Regions from separate parts of the Danio rerio genome. Here region 2 is linked to region 1. Evidence: chromatin contacts called from public Hi-C data. All regions are on one chromosome and are shown on one strand. Each heading gives the region's core, a stretch centred on a gene start, on an enhancer-like site or on the middle of the called end of the contact. The rest is flanking DNA. Distances are from core to core; before and after follow the strand shown. Region 1 overlaps LOC141377978. Region 2 overlaps akap1b (A kinase (PRKA) anchor protein 1b).

Region 1 (5,012 bases), core at 1,706-4,205:
ATGTCCCTATTTAGAAAGAAAAATGTGTTCACAAGACTAATTTATTCAAAATGTTTATTACTCTTTAATAATTGGTTTTATAAGAGTAATTTTTCCTTAATCAAACTACACTGATTGTGCTGTAGGTTTCTGACTCTAAAAATATTCAGTTTATTTTGTCTTTAATCAAACTTCACTTGTTGTGCTGTACTGTTTGTGTTTTATTCACTAAAAAGAACTGACTCATATAGCGTCATTCTTTCTGGAGATGGACTGCACTAATCAAACTGTATGATATCTACTGACTCATTAAACATAATCTGATTAATCAAACTACACTGGTTGTGGTGCATTTTGGATTTACTAAAAAAAAAAATCACAATCATTCAGGAGTAGGACATTATGGTGATGTTTACAGTTAAAGGGACAGTTCACCCAAACATTAAAACTCTTTCAATATATACTCACCCTTTATTTGTTTCAGACCTTTAAGAGTTTTTTTAGTCTGTTAAACACAAAAGAAAATATTTCGAAGAAAGCTTGAAACCTGTAACCAATGAGGTCAATGTTTTTTCCACTTTCTTCAAAATATCTTTAGTGAACAACATGTATAGTCAACAAAAGTAAGAAACTGATAAAGAATTGGAAACACTTGAAGGTGAGTAAATCAAGAGTACATTTCATTTTTTAGGTGAACTATAAATTTAATAAAAACATTTAAAATAATGTTAGGTGGCACGGTGGCCCGATGGCCCAGTGGTTAGTGCTGTCACCTCACAATAAGAAGTTCACTGTATCAAGCCTCGGCTGGGTCAGTTGTCATTTCTGAGTTTGCATGTTCTCCCCGTGCTCACGTGGGTTCCTCCAGGTGCTCTGGTTTTATCCACAGTCCAAAGACATGCTAGAAGCTAAACTGGCCATAGTGTGTGTGAATGGGAGTGTATGGATGTTTTCCAGTGATGGGTTGCAGCTGAAAGGGCATCTGCTGCATAAAACATTTGCTGGATAATTTGGCAGTTCATTCCGCTGTGGCGAGCCCAGATTAATAATGGGACTAAGCCAAAAAGAAAATGAAGGACAAAATAATATTATTTGGTTTGAGTATTAAAAAAAATAGAAGTTCTGTTTCTAAATAAGATCTAGACCACTACTTTGTTCAGAATTGGCTCAGTCAGCACCATTGATCACCTAATTCTCTCAGTTATTAAGAAATTGCAAAGATGTTGTTAATAAATTGTTTATACATTCATCTAGATTTAAAAATAAATAAATAAACTAAAACATTGCATAAAAATGTACAAATATTGTATTGCTTATTTTATGTATTTAGTTAATAATACATTTTTGTAGATTGGATAATAAATAAATTAGCATGCAAAGAATGTTTATATTGTATTCCTAAATTTTCTCTACCGAGTTATTATTTGTTTGAATTAATTATTAATTTATTTGTGTATTTAAATAGATTTTTTATATTTTGTTGTTTTTATTTGTTTATTTTAGGTTTCAATTAAAATGTATTCAAATACCATTATTCAGTTATGAAGAAATTACAAAGATATTATAAGTAAATTGTTAATAAATTATATAAATAAATATTGTATAAAATGTGCATATATTGTATTCCTCGATGTTCTCTGCAGTGTTATTATTTGTTTGGATTAATTTATTTATTAGTTTATGTAGTTATATAGTTGAAGTCAGAATTATTAGCCCCCCTGAATTATTAGCTCCACTGTTTTTTTCTTTCCAATTTCAGTTTTAGGAAAAGCACATTTTTTTCAACACATTTCTAAACCTAACAGTTTTAGTAACTCATTTCTAATAACTGATTTATTTTTTCTTCGCCATGATGACAGTAAATAATATTTGACAAGAAATATTTCAACACCTCTACACAGCTTAAAGTGACATTTAAAGGCTTAACTAGGTTAACTGGGTAACTAGGCAGGTTAAGGTAATTAATTAGGCAATTTATTGTATAACCATGGTTTGTTCTGTAGACTGTTGAATAAAATATATAGCTTAAAGAGGCTAATAATTTTGACCTTAAAAAAAAAAAAAAAAAAAAACTGCTTTTATTCTAGCTTAAACAAAACAAATAAGACTTTCTCCAGAAAAAAAAATCTTTTCAGACATACTGTGAAAATTCCCTTGTTCTGTTAAACATCATTTGGGAAATATTTAAAAAGGGAAAAAAATCAAAGGCAGGCAAAAATTTCTGAATTTACTGTATATTTTAGTATTTAGTTGTTTTTATTTACGTTAATTTTAGCTTTATTTATATATTTTTCTTCGGCTTAGTCCCTTATTTATCAGGTTATCAGGCCACCGCGGAATGATCCACCTATTTTAGCTTTAAGTTTCAATAAAACATTTGATCAAATATCATTAATCAGTTAAGAAATTATGAAGATATTGTTAATAAATTCCATTCACTTCCATTAATCTGCTCCGAGCTACACAACATAATCAAACGTGGACACGATGTTGGTCAAATGTTAATTCAATCCCACTGAGGTCAGGCACTGACGGCAGGGACCCAGACTCACATTTTATTGCATGTACATTTTCTTTCAACCACCTATTGTTCGTCCAAGCCATTCGAACGTAACATGTAGTAAAGATTACAGAGCGGAACAATAGAACATAATCCGTACACGGCTCCAAGAAACAAAGACCACACGAGGAATGTCATGGAAGTATGTAATTGATTTTTTTTTTCCAAATTATGTGCATGTAAATTATTCATGGTTGGATTTAATGAATCCAATACTCTAGGTGCAAGTTTTAATTGCAAAATCAGGTTGTGTAATGGAAAAAAATGTCGGCGTTCACGCAGCTCCAGTCACAGAAGCCTTCAGGCCTTCGTTCAGACTGAGAGATCGTCACACATCTGGGGGCTTGTGAGTGTACATAGACTGTGAGTGTTACACTGAAGCATTGTTGATCCGCTTGTGGCAGAGAGAAAGAGAGCTGTATCTGCTTGGCTTTAGTCACAGAAGTACAGAATAGAGCCTACAAAGACATTCAGTGACACTGACCTCATACTTAGAGAGTCAGCTCTATTTAAAGCACAAGGAATCTTTCGACTGTCTATTTTTACCATGCCGTCTTGGGCATATTTCTGACGGGGGTGAGGAGGGAGGGAGGAGAGTGAAATCACTGGCGTTTGCGACAGTTCTATCACTTTGGTGGAAGTAATGCTTAGCTTTTATTAGAAATGTCAATCATGGTCCAAATATGGAGCGCTGTTTTTTTTAAATGCAAGTGGGTTTGTGTGATGCTTAATGGTATTATTAGAAACGAAGAAAGAACGGAGTGTTATGTTCCTCTTTTATCATCTGCAGATCGTCGCAGGAGATGCTGGGACACGTCAGGACCCCCAGGGGATTTATACATTCATCATTGATGTATTTCATAGTGGGTTTTTTCCCTATAGGCGCATGAATCAAGATTCTGGCCTTTTCCTTCCACAAACAAAGCTTTGGTCTGCATACAGTATGTGATGTAGATGCGTATACAGTACAGGTTAAATGTGATGTACCGTTATTAAGCTTAAAATATATTTATGTAGATTCAAAAAATAAATTAACAAAATAATGAATAAAAATGTTCATGTTTATTCATTCATTTTCTTCTCAGCTTAGTTCCTTTATTATTTAGGGGTCGCCACAGCGGAATTAACCATCAACTTATCCAGCATATGTTTTACGCAGCGGAGGCCCTTCCAACCGCAACCCAGCTCTGAGAAACACCCATACACTACTGCTTTCACACACATACACTAAAGCCAATGTAGCCTATTCAATTCACCTATAGCGCATGTCTTTGGACTGTGGCTTGAACCAGCGACTTTCTTGCTGTGATGCGATTGTGGTACTCCATGCACTACCATGACTACCATTTATATTAGTTTACGTAAACAAGTTTGTATCTTTTTCTAAGTTGATAATTCATTTTTTGAAGATTGAATCAAAAATAAATAAATAAACATGCATGAATGTGTGTACAGTATATGTTGTATTGCTTTCATGTTCTCTACAGTGTTATTATTAGTTTGAATTCATTTGTATGTTAGTTCATGTATTTCTGTGTTTTTATATTGTTTAAAGTTGATAATACATTTTTCTAGATAAACTAAATAAACATGCTTAAATGCTTGTATATAATGTATTAAATGTAAAAAATAGTTATTGAACTTTTAAATAGCTGCTTTCTTATTGTGTAGTTTCATATGAAATTATTACTCGTCATTATTGCTTTTATTAATATTACCATTTTTAATCATAATAATAATAAAAATAATAATAATGATTATTATTAGAGTGATTTCTGAAGAATCATGTGACTCTGAAGACTGGAGTAATGAAGCTGAAAATTCAGCATTAAATCACTGGAATAAATTATTAAATTAAATTATAAACTACTTCTGAACAGTTATTTTATAGAGCAATAACGTTTCACAATTTGCCAATTTATACTGTATTTTTGATTACATAAATGCAGCCTTGGTGAGCAGGGGAAGCTTTAAAACATTTAAAAATCTTACTGACCCCAAACTTCCAAACTTTTGACTGGTATTGTACCGTATATAATTTTGTTGCTTTCGCCTTTTTTGCCTGTTTTTCTATAGTTTTTATTTACATTTATATTAGCTATACATTTCGATAAAAATATTAATAAAATAATGCATAACAATGTGTATATACTGTATTTTATATTGTGTAATATTGACTCTATAATATACTTTGAGTTAGTTTGATCTATTTACTTCATATACATATTTAGCCTACCTTTTTTCAACTTCCTTTGTTTATGCTGCATGATTTCACCTTAAAGACCATGAAAATAACTAATTATTTGCTATAAAAGTGATTTTACTGATCATTCATTTATTAAAGATAATTTAATATTTTAATATGATCATAAAATATCATCATTATAATATTTTATTTTTAAATAAAGTGAATGTTTTCTCATACACTCAGTGGGATCTCTGTAGGTAATCTTGTAGTCTGTTTTTACTCTTA
Region 2 (5,410 bases), core at 2,440-4,939, 710 kb before region 1:
AGTCCCGGGCGGCACAGATAGCAGAAGAGATTGTCAATGGTTGTCTAGCACCTTCGCTCTGGAAGATGCCGGAGAATGAAAAAGATCGAGGGTTGTTGTCTGTGCCGTCTGGAGAACAGTTGGAATCCACACCAACTCTGGCCAAGTTGCAGGCGGAGGAAGCTCTAGTGGAAGACTCCGGATGTAGCACGTGCCAGTCCGAGGATGGCGTCAGCAGCGAGGACCTTCATAGCACAGGGTTGTCTTCGACAGTATCTGAGAGCAAAGAGGACCTCATTCAAATTTCAGGGACTTGTAAGGCCACAGAGGGTCAAGAAGATAGACTGCACGAAAGTCTTGCTCTGATTGCCCCTCAGGAGTCACCCCTTACTGCAGAAAATGTGGCTACGGTTTGTGAGGCAGCACGGTTAAATGGAACAGGCCTTAGGAATGGTGCCGCCAGTGAGGTAGACGCTGACCAATCTGGAGGTGAGTTCTTGAGATTTTAACACAAAGATTTGACCTCAAATCAAGAATCAACCCCAAAAAATAATTATTTTGCCATTTTGAACCTGTAGAATGGAAATTCAGTTACATTTCAGTGAAGTTTGAGCTTTTCCTGATATTGCACACTCCATGTAAACTCCACCTGGGCAGGTTGTTTAATTGTGGCTTGTTTAACAGTGTATTATGTGGTATGTTTATTTCAAATTCATTCAAAGCCTTAGAATAGCTTGTAATTCACTTTGCTTAGTTTGCAGCTTGTCAGTTGTAAAGGAATTTTCTGCAAATGTTTTCAACCAAAATTAAGCTAATAATTTTATTGTTCACAAAGAAGACCACTGTTTTCAGCTGGCTTAGTTTATTTAACTCTAACCAGTGACAATACTCATATTGATGTTTGGCCAAATGTAGTACTTCAAAAAGCCTGAGTCAAGGGTACCTCAAACTGTGAATAGACTCTTTGGAAACCTCAGATGCTCAAGTTCCAAAACAGAGTATGTTACATGAGTACAATCACATGTGCACGGCTGTTTTTACTGCTCCCTGCTATACCTTACATGGTTATCAGCAGTCTCTTGCGTTTTTTTTTATTTTATTTTTTTAATTATCTGCTTCAGAGCAGGGGCCTCATGTATCAACGCTGCGTACGCACAAAAACTTTGCGTACGCCAGGTTTCACGCTCAGAATCGCTCACGTTTGGATTTACTAACAATGAACTGAACGTGGGAATGTGCGCAGCTTCACGGCAGCTTTCTGGCAGGCGTATGCACATTTTTTGTGCGTGTCTGTTTTATTTCCATTGGCGACTCCTAGAGGCAGTTGTGTTAAATTCCTCTCTACAAAGTGTCTGAGCCATGCAATGGCAGCTGTATGAGATGGGTTCAGCAGGTATATAAGGTTTCCATACCATACATTTGACCAGCTAAACATTAAAGCACAATTTGCAGCAGTCGCCTGTTTTCCCAATGTAATCTGAGCGATCTACCGCACGCACATTGCTATAAAGACACTATCTGAAGATGAATTTGCATGCGTGAATCAGAAACATTTCCATTCAATAAATTTGCAAATAAAATATGATGCTTATTGATATGAACTTATTGATGATTCCTACTTGTCTTTCTCGTGATAAATAGTTGGCAAAATCTGATATGTAGCGGGGGAAAAAACAAGAGTTCATCAGACGCTGGAATCGAGCCGAGTTCATGCTCGAACGTATCAATTCATGATCAAATGCGTCTTACGAGCGCGCCACTGAGACTGTTAAGCGTACTGCAACATTTTACAGATATAAACCAGACTATGTCTTTTTTTTTTAATGCACTCAGTGCGATATGTTCAGACCCAACTGTGTTGACCGCATCAGCTAAACTCTCCCACTCTATTTTTTTCTTTTGTTGTTAATTCCGGAGAACAAACTTGCAAATAACACCGCTTTTCTCCGGTCTTCCTCCGAAAGCAGCACCTCCAATTCACATTCTGTTCAAAGTTTCTCTTTTTGCTTGATTTTGTCTTTGCTTTTTCGTTGGGTTTTTCCATTAGCATAGTCATTAGCATATTCATATGGGGGAGGAGGCAGGGAGGGGTTTTGTGCTCGTGCATGTTGCGCTCAGTTTCACGTTCATTCAGATGTACAAAAGAATATGCGTGAGATTTGGCAGTGTTTCATACATCTGAAATTTTTTCTGCGTACGCACATTTACAGCTTTGTGTGTACGCAATGTTTTAGTATGATTTCCACGCAAGTCTTCGTACATGAGGCCCCAGGTGTTGGAAATGGGCAGTAGTAAGTTTGTTATTGGTTCTTCATCAATAGTTATAAACAAGAACATAACAATACTGGGTCGGTGACATCCAATGTTTGTTTTTACGGCCTGGGGCATTTCTCTGCTGATTTGATGACAGAAAAACTGAGTTATTTGCTTAAACACTTGTAAGGTGTTGTCACACCAGTCACTGCTTGCTGATCCTCCTGTCATATTGTGAGGTTTGTAGACTTGCTCTGATCCATTTCTAAAGGTCTCATTCTTAATACCTTGTAGATAGAGAGTTTCAAAGGAATTTGTCATGATATACTTTTGCATCTTGCGTGTTATACGTTCAGGGGTGTGAAACCTTGCACAAATAATCTCTGGAGTAAAAAGTGTCCAATTATATCTTTTAAAATCCTACATACCAAAAGGCATTTTGAAGTGGTCAGTTTTGTGCCCTTTGGTTTGCAATGAATTGCAATTCTAAGGTGGATTAATCCAGTCTGGAACACAGCCAGTCTTCAGCCCATCAACATTTGAATGAAAGGAGAAAGTGTAGCAAAACTAAAATTGCTTCCTTTCTTGTTAGTATAACCCAAGTAAATGAATAATCGTTGATACTGTCAGATTGAAGGAAAAGTGACTACACAGAAGAGGACTTACTGCCTTAAGGGTGTGAATAAAAAAAAACACAATAGCTTTTCGTCCTGAGGGAAGAGGCTTGTTTTGTTTGTCAGTGGTCATTTTCGTCTGTATTGGTTGTGTTTGTTATTGTTAACCCATGGTTACTTAGCAGACTGTCATGACTTGACTAAGCAGGCATTAGCATTTGAATTTCTTTTAAAGAATGATCTGTTTAGACGCCTTAAAAGATTTCGATAGAAGTTATAGAAATGTTGTCTGGAGCGTATGTGGAATCGATGCCATATTTTTCCAACTACAATGACTGTGGTATTTACAATATCCAGATCATCTCAGGATTAGTAGCAGGTGATTTATGAATTGTATCTGTTGGCAGATTCTCTATTTATTGCTCTGTATTTCATCTGCTATGTTACCTTTTTATGCGTTTTTAATACTACTACTATTTCCTATTACTATTGTGACTTATATAATACTAATACTATATAAAACTATATACAAACATTTTACCTTGGGATTAGTTGTACATATGTATGTGCATACATTTTATTTATATAAAGTATTTGTTCCTTTTTGTAACCACATTGAATCCTTGTTTGTTTAATTTGATTACTTTTGTGGTTATAAATACTTTTACAAACAATAGGTAAAGACAAAGTTTCATGCTGATCATATTGATGTGTTGTTTCTTCCACCCTCCAACAGGTTCAGATGTGAATAGCATGGATTCAGTGGACAGCTGTTCTACCTTGGGGGCGGGAGATGGTCAGCTGAGTGCCAGCCAGACCTGTCAATCACAGAGCTCAGAGCTTATTGTGTGGGAGATTGAGGTGCCAAAGGTGTGTTTTTCCTAACCCCCATTTAGTGCTTCTGCTGTCAATCAAAAGTTTCCATTTTAGCAGCTTTTAAGTAAAACACTGCAAAGCACAGAATGAATCGTAAATGGCCAGTGATGTTTGAATGCATAACACAACATTTTAGTGTGCAAAACTTTTTAATCTCGTTTCTGAAATTGAGCCATTGATATCAGTGGTTTTCCTGTTTTTGTAGCATCTAGTTGGGCGGTTAATAGGCAAACAAGGGAGATACGTGAGCTTCTTGAAGCAGAGCTCTGGTGCTAAGATCTACATTTCAACCCTGCCTTACACTCAAGAGTTTCAGATCTGCCATATAGAAGGTAAGGGAATCTTTGTCTGAATGGCCTCATTCTCACTGTTCATCTGTGGATTTAATAAGACACTTGCATGGGGACTTTTATATTTGCATTAAACTCGATGTGTTTTAAGGTCTGGTTTGTTTAAAATCTATGCTGCCTGGTTGAGATACAATATAAAGTGGGTCTCAACAACAAGCACTGCATTAAATTCCAGTATTTTTAAAATATAGAAATTTATTTTACCACATTTATTTTATGTTTACCAAATTTATTTAACTTTTTCGATGGAGTTTCTCACCTGTTGCTCCTGGCAACACTTCTTTAAATGAATTTAACACTAGATCAGGGGAGTCCAAACTCTGTCCTGAAGGGCCAGTCTCCTGGTGAGTTTAGCTCCAACTTGCTTCAAGACACCTGTCAGGAAGTTTCTAGAATATCTAGCTAGAGCTTGATAAGCTGGTTCAGCTGTGCTTGATTAAGGTTGGAGCTAAACTCTCCAGGACACCGGCCCTACAGGACCGAGTTTGAACACCCCTGATCTAGATGAATGCTTAAGTTTATGTAACAAGTTATATTTGAATCAAATTATCGACGCTGTCAGACAAAGCTTATGAAATTGAAAATCGTCGCATCAACCTTCCACCAGAAGTTTATCGGTGTTAAAAACCAATTGCTGTGCATATAACGCGTTGACTCTGTTGTTTTGTTTGTTTGTTTTTTAGGGACCCAGCAGCAGGTAGACAAGGCACTGGCTTTGATTGGGAAAAAGTTCAAAGACCTCGACCTGACCAACTTGTATGCCCCACCTCCCCCGCCGCTAACGCTGCCCTCTCTGCCCATGACTTCTTGGGTGAGATTGGCTCCTTCCTCTCCTGCATATAACATAGACCGTTGAAGCTCAAAGTATACTTTGCACTATGGGATAAATTGTGATGATTTTTTTACTTTTGGCCTACAGCTGCTTGTCCATTTCTTACCATCTTTATACTCTTATGTTATACAAATGAGTGTGCTCTGAACATCTTTGCACAATTTCTCATCTACATCTCTTGTCATTGTAGCTTGCAGCATATCAGTCTGTTCTGTTTGTACAGCTTTTCTTCTATATTCTGAATTGGTGCCCATGAGGCATGGTTGCCACCTTGTGGATAAAGTAATTATTGCAAAAATCAAATGCACCTACATATTTTTTATTTGAGTGCGCATACAGTATAAGCATTATTTTGATTATTACATTTTCTTTATGCTTACTGTATGCTGACTCTTGCGTATATATAACAAAAGTATACTTTAGGATTAACTTCTAAAAGCCCTGAAGTACTTGGTGAAAATGAAGAATGAATAGGGTGTCATCTTGATTTGAATCAATTGATTTTT

The links. Hi-C and Micro-C count contacts between places; a contact is called where the count stands out from the background.
Region 2: a Hi-C map of embryo shows a contact between it and region 1, with 5 times the contacts expected there. The contact joins two enhancer-like sites. A contact is called at or near these places in 5 of 18 Hi-C or Micro-C datasets (caudal fin, embryo, hematopoietic stem cells and 1 more) and 2 of 4 datasets of contacts at active chromatin or transcription factors (caudal fin and embryo).

Annotation. Positions count from the first base shown.
Region 1 is chr15:32,735,599-32,740,610 of GRCz12tu, reverse strand. It overlaps LOC141377978, which reads left to right. Exons shown (of 5, transcript XM_073924213.1): 5 at 3,330-4,000. The coding sequence ends at 3,488. Among named protein-coding and RNA genes, the nearest start is that of nlk2, 14 kb to the left of the region's middle. Within about 2 kb of position 2,955, at least 11 of the 62 cell types and tissues checked have an H3K27ac peak or open chromatin away from gene starts, as enhancers often do.
Region 2 is chr15:33,446,945-33,452,354 of GRCz12tu, reverse strand. It overlaps akap1b (A kinase (PRKA) anchor protein 1b), which reads left to right. Exons shown (of 11, transcript NM_001098179.2): 2 at 1-468; 3 at 3,583-3,716; 4 at 3,928-4,054; 5 at 4,756-4,883. It also overlaps a transcript of or40a1 not described here. Among named protein-coding and RNA genes, the nearest start is that of akap1b, 7.9 kb to the left of the region's middle. Within about 2 kb of position 3,689, at least 7 of the 62 cell types and tissues checked have an H3K27ac peak or open chromatin away from gene starts, as enhancers often do.